Regions from separate parts of the Mus musculus genome. Here region 2 is linked to region 1. A link is a contact called in public HiChIP or PLAC-seq data. All regions are on one chromosome and are shown on one strand. The core of a region is the stretch at or near the end of the contact, and the rest is flanking DNA. Distances in the headings are between cores, read along the strand shown.

Region 1 (5,616 bases), core at 1,765-4,264:
TATCCAACAAAGTATGGTGGTTGGGGGTGTGTTTCCTTTGAATGTGTGCTGCTGTTAACTACAGCAAGAAATATTGATTTTTTTTTTTTTTTTTTGGTTTTTCAAGACAGGGTTTCTCTGTATAGTCCTGGCTGTCCTGGAACTCACTCTGTAGAGCAGGCTGGCCTCAAACTCAGAAATCCGTCTGCCTCTGCCTCCCGTGTGCTGGGATTAAAGGTGTACGCCACCACGCCCGGCTCAAGAAATATTGATTTAACTGGCTTTAATATCCAGGTATTTGTTGACGTGTAGAAATGAAATATATCAAAACCATGATGAGCTTGCTACACGAGTCAAATCCCATTTTGGCTCATTCCCAAGGGCTGTCCAAAGTCTTCTGCTACACTGGAATTGTGTACTGTGGATGCTTCCTGAGTCACAGTAAAAGAAAAGAAAAAAAGAGAAGAAAAGAAAGGATTTCCATCCTAATGGGATCAGCTACATTAATGAATACTGTTAAAGAATTTTATGTAGTATAATTTATTGTAGACTGTACAGCAAGGGAAAAAGTTACAAATGTCACCCCTCCCTTTTCTCAACTCTGAGTTACATCTTACATTCTACGGAAGTATGCAGGCTTCTTTTCCAACATCTGCTTTTTCCCTGGCCTTTAACCAGGCCCAGTACAGTGCAGACACTCAGGAAATGGCTGCTGAAGAAATGGATGAGATGAAGCTTTGGCACCAAAGCAAAGGAAGGAATTTCATGATAGTTTCCTGTGCGGAAGGAAAAGCAAAAGCCAGACACAGTTCCAAAATGAGAACAGCGCGCAGGTTTAGGTGTCACCAAGCATGTTCAGCAAGGTCTGAGCCCAATGGGCCTTGGGTCAGCTCACTCAGGTCAAAGGGATTTGTTTAAAATATCTAGTACTCGACTCCCACCCCTAAGGACCCTCCCCCCCATTTCAACCATTAATTATCTGTAGACATCTTCATAAACACCCTACCATATAGCCCAATCAAGAGTGTTCCCATCCTGGCCATTCCCTCTATTACAGGGAGATAAAGGCAGAGGAAGAAGATAGGTGGGGTTTCTGATCCTGACATAAAGAGGATGAGGGGAGGACGGGTGTGGGGGGGATTGATGGCCCATAGGTCACTTTTCCTGGTATCAAGCTTCCTAACTTCTCCTTATCTTTCCTGCTCTCCAGCAGCACAATTATATTCTACAATGTCATCTTATCAGCTTTTATATTGAAAGCTAAAATGCATATCAAATATGTCATCTTTGCTTCTATTTCAGGACAGCATAGTAAATCCAAATACCTATGTTTTAGATTTGAGACAGAGTCTCGCTATATAGGCTTGGCTGTGCTAGAACTTCCTATTTAAGCCTGGCTGGCCTCTAACTCATGAGTGATCTTACTGACTCTGCCTCCTGAGTTCTGTGATGACAGATGTAGCTTAAATGTCTACCTTTACAAAGGACTTTAAAGTGTTCTAAAGACTGCTCTTTAAGCCTCAATCTCAAATTTAACTCTCCATCCTCTAAGGATTTGTGCTTCAGGAATGAGCATCCAACTTTTGAGAGATTCTAAGCTAGGCAATTGGGGGTTTCAGAGGAGAGAAAATACCTGTGGCAGTATCATCTAATAAGGTAGCAAAGAATCAGAAATGCCTGTGGGGTTAGACCTAGGAAAGGTACTTGTTTATGAATATAGCCACTGTTCATCTGAAAATATTTTAAATTAGCTCCTCTAGTGACTAAGAAAACAAAGCAGGAAAGAACTTCTGAGTTAGCCAAATGATTCGTTCAATATATTTGATCCTTCAAATGATCTGTGACTTTGCAATCCCCATTATCCCCACTGGAGAGTCAAGGATCTGGGGCACATGGAAGGATAGCTCTTTGTCTGGTAGACTAAGTAACAGGTCCAATCTTTAGAAAAGAACTAAAGGTTGACTGGTTGGGCACTTCCCACCCATAACACCTCCATGCGGATGGAGACATTATCAATAGTTCAAGTTGGTAAAGAAGTTCTGTCAGGACCTGAAACTTTCCTGCTTACTGGGACGCTGAAGCTAAGGCTTCTCCCTTTCAAGCATGAGAGTGACTGGAGGAAAGCAGCACAATCACAAGACAGAAGTGAGTGAGCTCAAGAGATGGCGCACCTCGAGAATTCAAAAGCCAAAGCTAGCTGTCCCGACTAGACAGTAACTGGCTGTAAAAGCTACAGCAAAGCACCTCTTATATATGCAAGATTATAACCAGTATTTATTTCTTGATCGCCTTTCCTAGGAATTAGAATCTACGGAATGACAAACCACGATCACCTTATTAAAAAGTAACTTCAATTGCCCCTTTGTTAGGGAGCAATGTAAGGTATTGACTGGCAATACCTGTGCCTTCTTCGTCATATTAATTATATGCTTTTCCTACAAGATTGGCTGCCACACTGCATGCTGTGAGTCAGATCTGAAAGCTGCCAAGATAAATGTTCCCAAAGCCGACTTTTTAAAGACAACTTGGCAGCTCACAAATAGTCCTTTGGCGGGGGTATACCCCAATATACTTCAAGTTTCCCCCATACCTGTACTGATACTCAGAGTATTATCAACATTCCTTCAGTGAGTACCATCCTATGGCTAAAGCTAATCAATACCAAACAAGCAAGAAGAGAAACGTGCAATTTCTTTTGACAGTATCAATTTATTTTAAGTGTTCTTACTGCTTAATTCCTTAGCTGATTTACGTGAAGCACTCTGACTCCCGGGCAGATTAGTGATTCCGACCTTGTCCGTACAACAAAAAACAAAGAAGCTTTCTGTTGTATTGACTAAATAGACGTCTTCTACACATGCAATGCTTTCATCAAGTAATCATATCAATGCTGCTTTCCCTTGACTTAACGCCTTATTTTAATGAGGCTCCATTATAAGACATATAAGAACATCCGCACACAAGAGGAACTGCCATCGAGCAAGCCAAGAGTTCCAGCCAAGTGTCCTATCTTTTACGTGGCACCCAGTGACATTTTGTAGAAAGCACAATAGTGACTATTCATTCTGCTGGCCTCCAAGAGACAGGAATGAGTGCATGGCAGAATAGAAAAGGCTTGTGCTTCCAAACCAGACAGCTGCCTGTACTTCCACTACCTATCTGTGACTCCGGGCAAGCAGCCTGTCTGCCCTCAGACCTTCTTCCTCTGAAAATTAGGGGTGACAGACCTCCCTCAAAGGGGCTGTGCAAGGGCAGAAGGGAAACTCTGCTGTGAAGAACACACAGCATTTAATCTAGCACGTTGGTAAACATTTAAAAAAATCTGAAATCTCTTCTCTTTCAATAAAAATGCCATTAGAAGTAGATTGGAAAGAGAGGCCCATTGGTCAGGCAAACTTTATATGCCCCAGTACAGGGGAATGCCGGGGCCAAAAAATGGGAATGGGTGGGTAGAGGAGTCGGGGGGGGGTGTGGGGGACTTTTGGGATAGCATTGGAAATGTAATTGAGGAAAATACGTAAAAAAAAAAAAGAAGTAGATTCATCTTTGAATCTGTTGTCTATACACATACAAAAAAAAAGTATGGGATATAAACTGTGGTGTTCTTTAGGGTGGCACAGAACTAGAAATGAGCAAACTTTAGGGAAATGATACTATCTAAGTGTATTCATATATTGAAATTTATGCAGTCATTCTAAGTGTTTTCAAATATGTTCTGACAAGGAAATTTTTGACCCTAGAATTTGAGTGAATAAAGCAGGAAAAAGAACTCATCTAGTAACTATAGCTCACACACATGTGGCACAGGCTGTAGACCAAACGCCATGCTCTTATTAATTCTAATAATGAATATACACTATGGCCAGCCCATTTCATGGAAGTGGACAAGGAAACTTAGAGAGTTTTGGAACTGCAGTCACTACATAATAATAATTAGTATAGCTAGGACTAGAACCTCAAGGTGTCAGAACTGGAACACTCCAGGGTTGGGGGCATTACTAGGGACTCAACTCAGGAACTCTTGAGTTACACCCTTAGGATTCAAAGCACTTTTAATTACTATTCTACACTGTTTCTTCAGCACTAACTTCTGTGTCTTTATTGAGGCTTGTTGAGAACACACACACACACACACACACACACACACACCATGGATTCTTACAACCACCACAAAATGTGTATCAGGAAAGCAAACACCAAACTTCAACAGTGACCATCTCCAGCTGGTAAAATGTTAGCTGTGTTTTAACCTATTTGTGTCCATTTCTGTACCTCCTAAAGTGAACAAATATGTACGTATGTTTCCATATTTTTTCACATGAGAAAATGTGTGAGGATGCTTCAAAAACATTAACATAAATATTACTCTTTTAACGAGACAAGATTTGTGCCTTGACTACATGAATTTGAGTTTCTTGTGACTACTAACCTTGTACTCTTTTCTACATCTAGTACAAGGTGAAGGGGAAAACATATAAAAAGCATTTTGTGCATAAATTCTACAAAGTAGTAATGAAAGCACTGTGTGTTATTGGAGAGGTATTTGACATTGATCCAAAAGGCCCACATATAACTATTATTGTTAGTACTATTATTATTTGCAAAAGGAAGAAACAGGAAAGACTTTGCAAATAAAACAGACTATTCTGCTTGGAGTAAACACATCCATAGTTGACACTGTGCCATCAACACAGTCTCTGTCATAGTCATGCCACTGATACTGTCATGGAGCATGTCTGTAGGTGCCAGCTTACTGTCTGGACATGTCTCAGCTCAGTACTATCTCTTCTAGGAGGTGTGAACATGACAACATGCTGGAGAGACACGTAAGGAGTAATTTCCTGTCACTTCAATGATTTGTTTTAAGAACATGTTTCTATAGAAATGAGATGAATAATGTGCTAAGAAGCAATTTTCAGTCTTTTTTTTTTTTAAAAAGAAGAAAAAGTAATGTAACCTAAAACCAATTCTAAACCAGTCTTGTTTCGCTCATAAAAGAGATTCTGTAATGTGTAATAAACAGACCAACGGTGAGCGCCACTAATGTGCTGGGCTAAGACATCCCCTTGTTGTATCCTCTTTGACAACAAAGTAAATGTGGGATCATCATACTAGATTTTTTATTTTAAAAACTAACAAAATTCTCATGCTGAAGTCTCTTGGAGAAAGAAACAGACTCCAGGTGTTTAGAGCTAGGGAGAGTGAAGGTGTGTGTGTGTGTGTGTGTGTGTGTGTGTGTGTGTGTGTGTGTGACTCAGTGACAGAGTCCTTGCCCCGTGTATGGGAAAGCCCTGGTTCCATTGCCCAAACCAAACCACAAACTCAAACACCCACATGATAAGTTAATGAAAGTATCACTAACAAACAATTAAAAACTGGATATCAAAATGGTCTTGATAATGAGGAAAAAACAACTTGACAACAACAGCCCTAAAGACAGATGTGGAACCCTCTGAATGAATCCTCTGATTCAGAACTGACTGCTTGGGCAGGGAAGGATCCCAGCACTGTAGTGGGTCTTAAGAAAAAGACATGGAACATTGATTTGCCTTTGTATAGACAAACTAGAGATGTGCTGGCCTTGGCTTACAAAGGAGGCCATCACTGAATCTGGCTAATGAAGATCACCCATGGTCA
Region 2 (5,616 bases), core at 989-3,488, 180 kb before region 1:
GTCTGATGCTTGTTCAAGGACCTGAACTAAAAACATCCTGGGTGATTCACTAGTTGACTTCATGTCATTTTTGTTTTCTAAGTGTATTAAATGCATGGATCCGGCCGGCCGGATGGTGGTGGTGTACGCCTTTAATCCCAGCACTAGGGAGGCCAGGGAAGGCAGATTTCTAAATTTGAGGCCAGCCTGGTTTACAAAGTGAGTTCCAGGACAGCTAGGGCTATACAGAGAAACCCTGTCTCAAAAACAAAAAAACAGACTAATAAATAAATAAATAAATAAGGAAAGAAAGAAAGAAGGAAGGAAGGAAGAAAGAAAGGAAGGCAAGCAAGGATCCATCTACTTTTCTCTGTAGCCATCACAGGTCAGATAGAAGCTATTACTCTTCTCCTCTAGATTATTACAACACTTAATTGCTTCAATAGTATACCTTTCCCGTAAATTCTTATCTCAGTCTATAGACAGACAGACACACACACCCCATATTACTTCCTTGCTTCAGCCCAGAATGGTTTCCTGTTATGCTTAAACTAAGACAAGAGCCTCAGCTGGTTCAGATGTAATTCCACCACTCAGCAGGAGGACAGTGAGCGCCAGGCTAGCCCAGCTGACATAGCAAAGCCCTCATTCATAAAAAAGATTTTAAAAACCTAACTGTTCAGCTTGTGTCTCTCTCCTTTCCCTATATCCCAGTGCCTACCCCAGCCTCAGGTATACTAGCTTCTTTTCTTTCTACCAATTTCCAAGTTCTTTTTTCCCCTAAAATATTATTATTGAGTCTCTTCAGAAAGTGAACACATTCACGTTTTTAGCTCTTGGAGTGAAGTCCTACCAACCAGTGAGGGACTCTCCATTCAAGCTTCATTCATTTCAACTCAACGTTGCCCTGCCTCTACTCTGAGGTAGCCATTATCCTCTGTAACTATTTTGATTGGTGTCTGTTTTGACCCCCACCCCCGCCCCAAAGAGGAGGAAGAGGAGGCAGCCATGGGCTTTCTACAGTCCATGATCTAAGAATACATACTACATATTTTAATGTTACAAAAAAAAAAGAAATCTCATTTTGAAGAATATTTCCTGACTCATGCAATAAGAAAATTTACTTTCACTGCCCATATAAAGCTGAAATACAGCACTGCTCAATTCAGTTTCTTTCATTGTCTATGTCTACTTTCACACCACACTAGGAAAGCTGATCGATCAGCTATGCTTAAAATGCAGAATTTTTTTTTTCCCAGATAAGATAGGTGAGGCAAATGCCTACATGTGTCTACGTGGGCATTTGGAGAGAGGACTACTGTTAGGGAAATACTACTTTGAATTGGCTAGCGTCATCCCATGGGTTGGGACTCTATGCTCCCTGCTGTTAGGAACTGATACCTTTGAAACTCAGGGCCAAAATAAACCCTCACTCCTTTAAGTTGTGTGTGTCAGGTCTTTTGGTTACAGTGATTAAAAATACTAAAATGTAAACTATTGACACTGTCTTGGCCAGCGCTCCATTCTCAGAGCCTGGTCTCTATCCTGTGAGAAATCACGGCAGCTTGAACAAACCTTCCCTGTCTCCCAAGACTTTTTAGCTGAAGGGCAGGCTGCCATACTTCTGGCTGGCTTCTTTCCTAAGACCTGTAAAAGAGGACTTTAGAATCTAGTAAGGAGCGAAGTGCCCGGAAAACAGGACTGTTTCACTCATCTTGAAATACATAGCCCTATACAGTTGGAAGATTTAAGTGTTATGGGGGTTTTATTAAGAAGAAATTAAATAGTTCTACAAGCGACTTAATACAGTGCTGGGTGTGCAAGAATGTTGAATGGAGGGTTGTCCTCCCTCCTCGGTTTTCCTTCCTGTAACAAGAATAAAACTACCATCTTAATTCTGATGTATGAAATTTCCAAAGATTTAATAAATATTTTTAGAAACCAACCACCATCTTTTACAGGTATAAAGTGTGCCTTGTGGAAAAGCTTTGCACGCCACAAACTATGCAAATGGGTAGATCCAAGTTCTAATATGTTAATGGAGTAGCTTCCCCTGGGGCTGGAAAACATCCTGTTCCACCAGAGGGGCCTAGACTCCGGGAAAATTCAGGAACGTTCTTGGGGCGTGGCCACCGCCGTCCCGTGGGCGGGGCGGGTCCGGGGCGAGGCCTCCCTTTTGGCGCACTGCACGTTGGGACCGCACGGGGGCGCCGCGGGTTGCTCCGCTCTACCAATCGTGGAGCATCCGAGTAGGCGACGGCTTACTTCCGCGTCCGGGCCCGGCTGCGTTGGGCGGCTGCGCCCAGGGACTGGCGGCCGCAGGTCAGTAAGCAGTCGCCGCTCCGCCCGCCGGTGTGGAGGAACCGGGCTCCGGGTGGGTGGCGGGCCCCGAAGCCTTGCGGGGCATCCTGAGGGAGGCCCCGGCCGGCCTCTCTGATGAAACGGGCGCTTTGGGTACCAGGCTTCGTTGTAGACCGAATTGGGGTCCGCTGGCCCAGGAAGACTTTGGCGGGGCCTGGTGATTCCCCATCTTTCCCGGTTTTGTCCAGCCGTGGCGAAGGGGCGTGAGCCCCATGAGCTGTGTTTCTCAAAAGTGTAGTCGGCGCCCGTCCCCACCTCTCAGACTTTGTGAATCAGACCCTGATGTGGCCGGGAGTCTGCCTTTTCAGCAGACATCCTCGACGGTTTGGTGCATCGTGCGGGAACCCTGCCTTCTCACAACAGAGTCCTCAGTGGGTGCATCGAGGAGTGTCATCACGGGGCCTGGCCTTGGGCTGCGGTCCCCAAATGGCAGCTGATAGTCAGTGAAGGGCCTAAACCAGGTGGAAGTTGTGTTAAAGGGATGGTCTGTGGGAGCATCCGTGAGAACCTGAAGCTGGCCCTTCTGGTTCACCTGGCTGCCCTGGGTTGTGACAGGCTCCACTGCTTATTATCAGGCAAGTCTGTGTAGACACCACACACATCAGTGAATTTTTTGCCCCTAGTGTTCTGTGTTAGTAGGGACAGTAAAATTTGTATGATAAAGTTTTTCTATGAATTAGGTAATGTTTCTTCACAGTGTCAGATACACAATAAGCATTCAGTAAATGGAGATTACTAAGAATGGCAGTGCCTTTGCTTTTATTGGGCTTATGGACAAAATAAAAATTAAAAAAAAATAGAGATTTAAACACATGGTGTAAGATCTGTATGAGAGTTTGTTGTGCAGGGGTACCAATTCCGCGCAGAAAGATCTTGCAAGAGATGAATCTTTATGTACGAACATGAGAAAATTCTAGAGAGCAGGTGTCTGTGAACAGTGTGAACCAGTTGGTTGCTCTGCTTCATGATTGGTTAGAGTGCTACTTCCAGGACTTTAAGGCAGCAGGAGGTCACGCCAGTAAGTGTTTTTGGAGGCCTGGACCTTGTTGGGTTCCTAATGAATTTTGTCTATTGTCCTTTTCTCAGATTCATAATGGCATATGGTGAAGTTGGTGTCTGTGGGGAAGGATTTTAGTTGATCATTTAGTAACACTGAATTGGCATGGATTCAGTTGAGTTTAGCAGTAAGTTTTTCACTTACTATGAAAGTGTAGAAGCTGCAGATTTCCAGGGGTGAGGATCTTAAACTTTGTCTTTTAGCCCGTTTCAGATTCCATAGAGAGCTCTTCCCCACAACCTTGTCCGTTTTAAAGCGAAGGAGCTGGATGACAGACAGGGTGTGACCTAAGGATCTAGAGCAGTCTGTAGAAATAGAATTCAGTTTTGGACATTTTATTTGTTTTTGTGTACATGGGTGTTTTGCCTGCCTTGTTTCTGTGTGCTGTAGATGGGCAGTGCCCCTAGAGACTGGAAGAGGTTATCAGATCACCGGAGTCACAGACTATCATTGTAAGGCATATGGTACTGAGAATTAAACCTGGGTCTTTTGTAAAAATAGCCATGTTTTCTTAACCACTTAGCCATCTCTCTAGCCCTTGGCATAAATAGAATTCTGATCTCAGTTAATGATATATTACTTAATTATATAGTTAACTACAATGTAATGATTCCAGTTATCCTTAATTTCTGCTCTTTGTTTCTTTAATCTCCAAAGTTTTATTTCAAGTTCCTCAGTGTATACCTTAAGGGAAATTTTGTAGGATCATACATGGCCTGTCATTTATTGTGCCACATGATTTGTGTGTGTTACCTTAATTACTCCTCTGGAGCTCTTTGGATCATTGCTGCCTCCATCTTATGGATAAGGAAACAAGAAAGTGATTATAAACGATGTATCCAAGAAGCCAAAGATTATAAGTGGTAAAACCTTTTGTCTGTGTTACACACTGATTTCTGCAGTCTAGATGGTTCCTTCAGACTTGTTAAAAACACGTGAGTGCCAAAAAATCATAAGCTTGTCTTGCCTTTGCTTTACCTGTGCCTGCCTGTGCATTATCTTGTATAATTCTTTAAACAGTCACTTTATCAGCTGTGATTTATATTACTGTCTATTTATAAAACCCCAGGCACAGATTTTCCCAACTCAGCATATCTCAGACGCCTTTCATACCACGTGAAATAGAGTCTGTGTGATTGTATTGAAATATATTAGCCTGTCCATTTGTTTTCAACAAGGTATTTGTCCTTTGTTTTTACAGAGGTCTGGGACTGCTACTGTTTCAAAGTTTCTGAATGCTTAAGGCAGAACTTCAGGCATCGAAGGGAGCAATGGCAGGCCATGAAGCAGAAGACGTGCTAGATATCCTTCGGCTGAATGTGGGTGGCTGCATCTACACAGCCCGGCGAGAGTCTTTGTGCCGCTTTAAGGATTCTATGCTGGCATCTATGTTTAGTGGTCGTTTCCCTCTAAAAACAGATGAATCTGGTAAATGTCTAAAGTCTGAGCCTGAGCGAATGCTCATTAAAGTGGGAGTCTATTTTAAATTCCTTTTGATTTTATTAATTGTGTTGGAATGTATTATATTAGCCTACTAATTACTTAGCTCATTATGGCTGTATGGAGATTCATTAACTACATAGAGAAACTAAATGCCAGTTTTAAAATTTGTGGTGCTGTTCCTAAAAGTTGACAAAGACATGAGACAGTACAAAATGCCAGCCATGGCCTAATTCCCGACATCAGCAGTAGTTTGAAAGTAGTTGCTTTCATGCGACAATATGGATGATGGTGTTGAGGCAAATTCTATGTTAGCTTCTCTCTGTGCTCTTCAAGGAAGAACAAGTATTTCCCTGGAGAAGCAACTCTCCTCATAGCTGGTGAAGCAGCCATTGTAGCGTCAGTGCTGTACTCAGGGCTTGGCCTAGCTATACAGTTCTGTGTGAGCTGATGTGTGTGGTTGAAAAATGGCAAGTTCATGTTGTGGGTCATTCAGAGAACTACATCATAAAGGATAGAGCTCTGGGTGGTCTCTTTCTTTCGAGTACTATAGGAGTCACAGAACCTGCAGTGAATTTTCATCAGCACAAAAGGATGCCAGACAGCTCTATATTTTTTGTCCACTGTTTGAGCCCCAGAACAGTGGACCATGTGTTACAGGGGAGGGATGGAGATGTCCTGGGCATGGGTGGGGTCTTTGAAAACTGCCTTGCCTGCAGTTGGTGGTTGGAAGCAGAGAATACCTGATGGCTGTGCTGAGAGCTTGCCAGGTACCTGGC

Evidence for each region. HiChIP or PLAC-seq counts read pairs in DNA pulled down with a chosen protein or histone mark.
Region 2: a contact with region 1 is called in an H3K4me3 HiChIP or PLAC-seq map of stem cell-derived neural progenitor cells, with 18 read pairs. The contact joins the promoter of Kctd18 here to the enhancer-like site in region 1. A contact is called at or near these places in 6 of 484 Hi-C or Micro-C datasets (embryonic limb bud, epidermal suprabasal cells, nephron progenitors and 3 more), 4 of 115 datasets of contacts at active chromatin or transcription factors (craniofacial prominence, embryonic hindbrain, embryonic stem cells and 1 more) and 3 of 9 other capture datasets (adipose tissue, embryonic stem cells and liver).

Annotation. Positions count from the first base shown.
Region 1 is chr1:57,787,454-57,793,069 of GRCm38.p6, reverse strand. All of the region lies in intron 1 of Spats2l (spermatogenesis associated, serine-rich 2-like), which reads right to left. Among named protein-coding and RNA genes, the nearest start is that of Spats2l, 15 kb to the right of the region's middle. Within about 2 kb of position 3,014, at least 24 of the 459 cell types and tissues checked have an H3K27ac peak or open chromatin away from gene starts, as enhancers often do. A contact at or near this core is called in stem cell-derived neural progenitor cells, where this site is marked.
Region 2 is chr1:57,966,706-57,972,321 of GRCm38.p6, reverse strand. It overlaps Kctd18 (potassium channel tetramerisation domain containing 18), which reads left to right and starts at 2,238. Exons shown (of 7, transcript NM_001159864.1): 1 at 2,238-2,301; 2 at 4,599-4,825. The coding sequence starts at 4,633.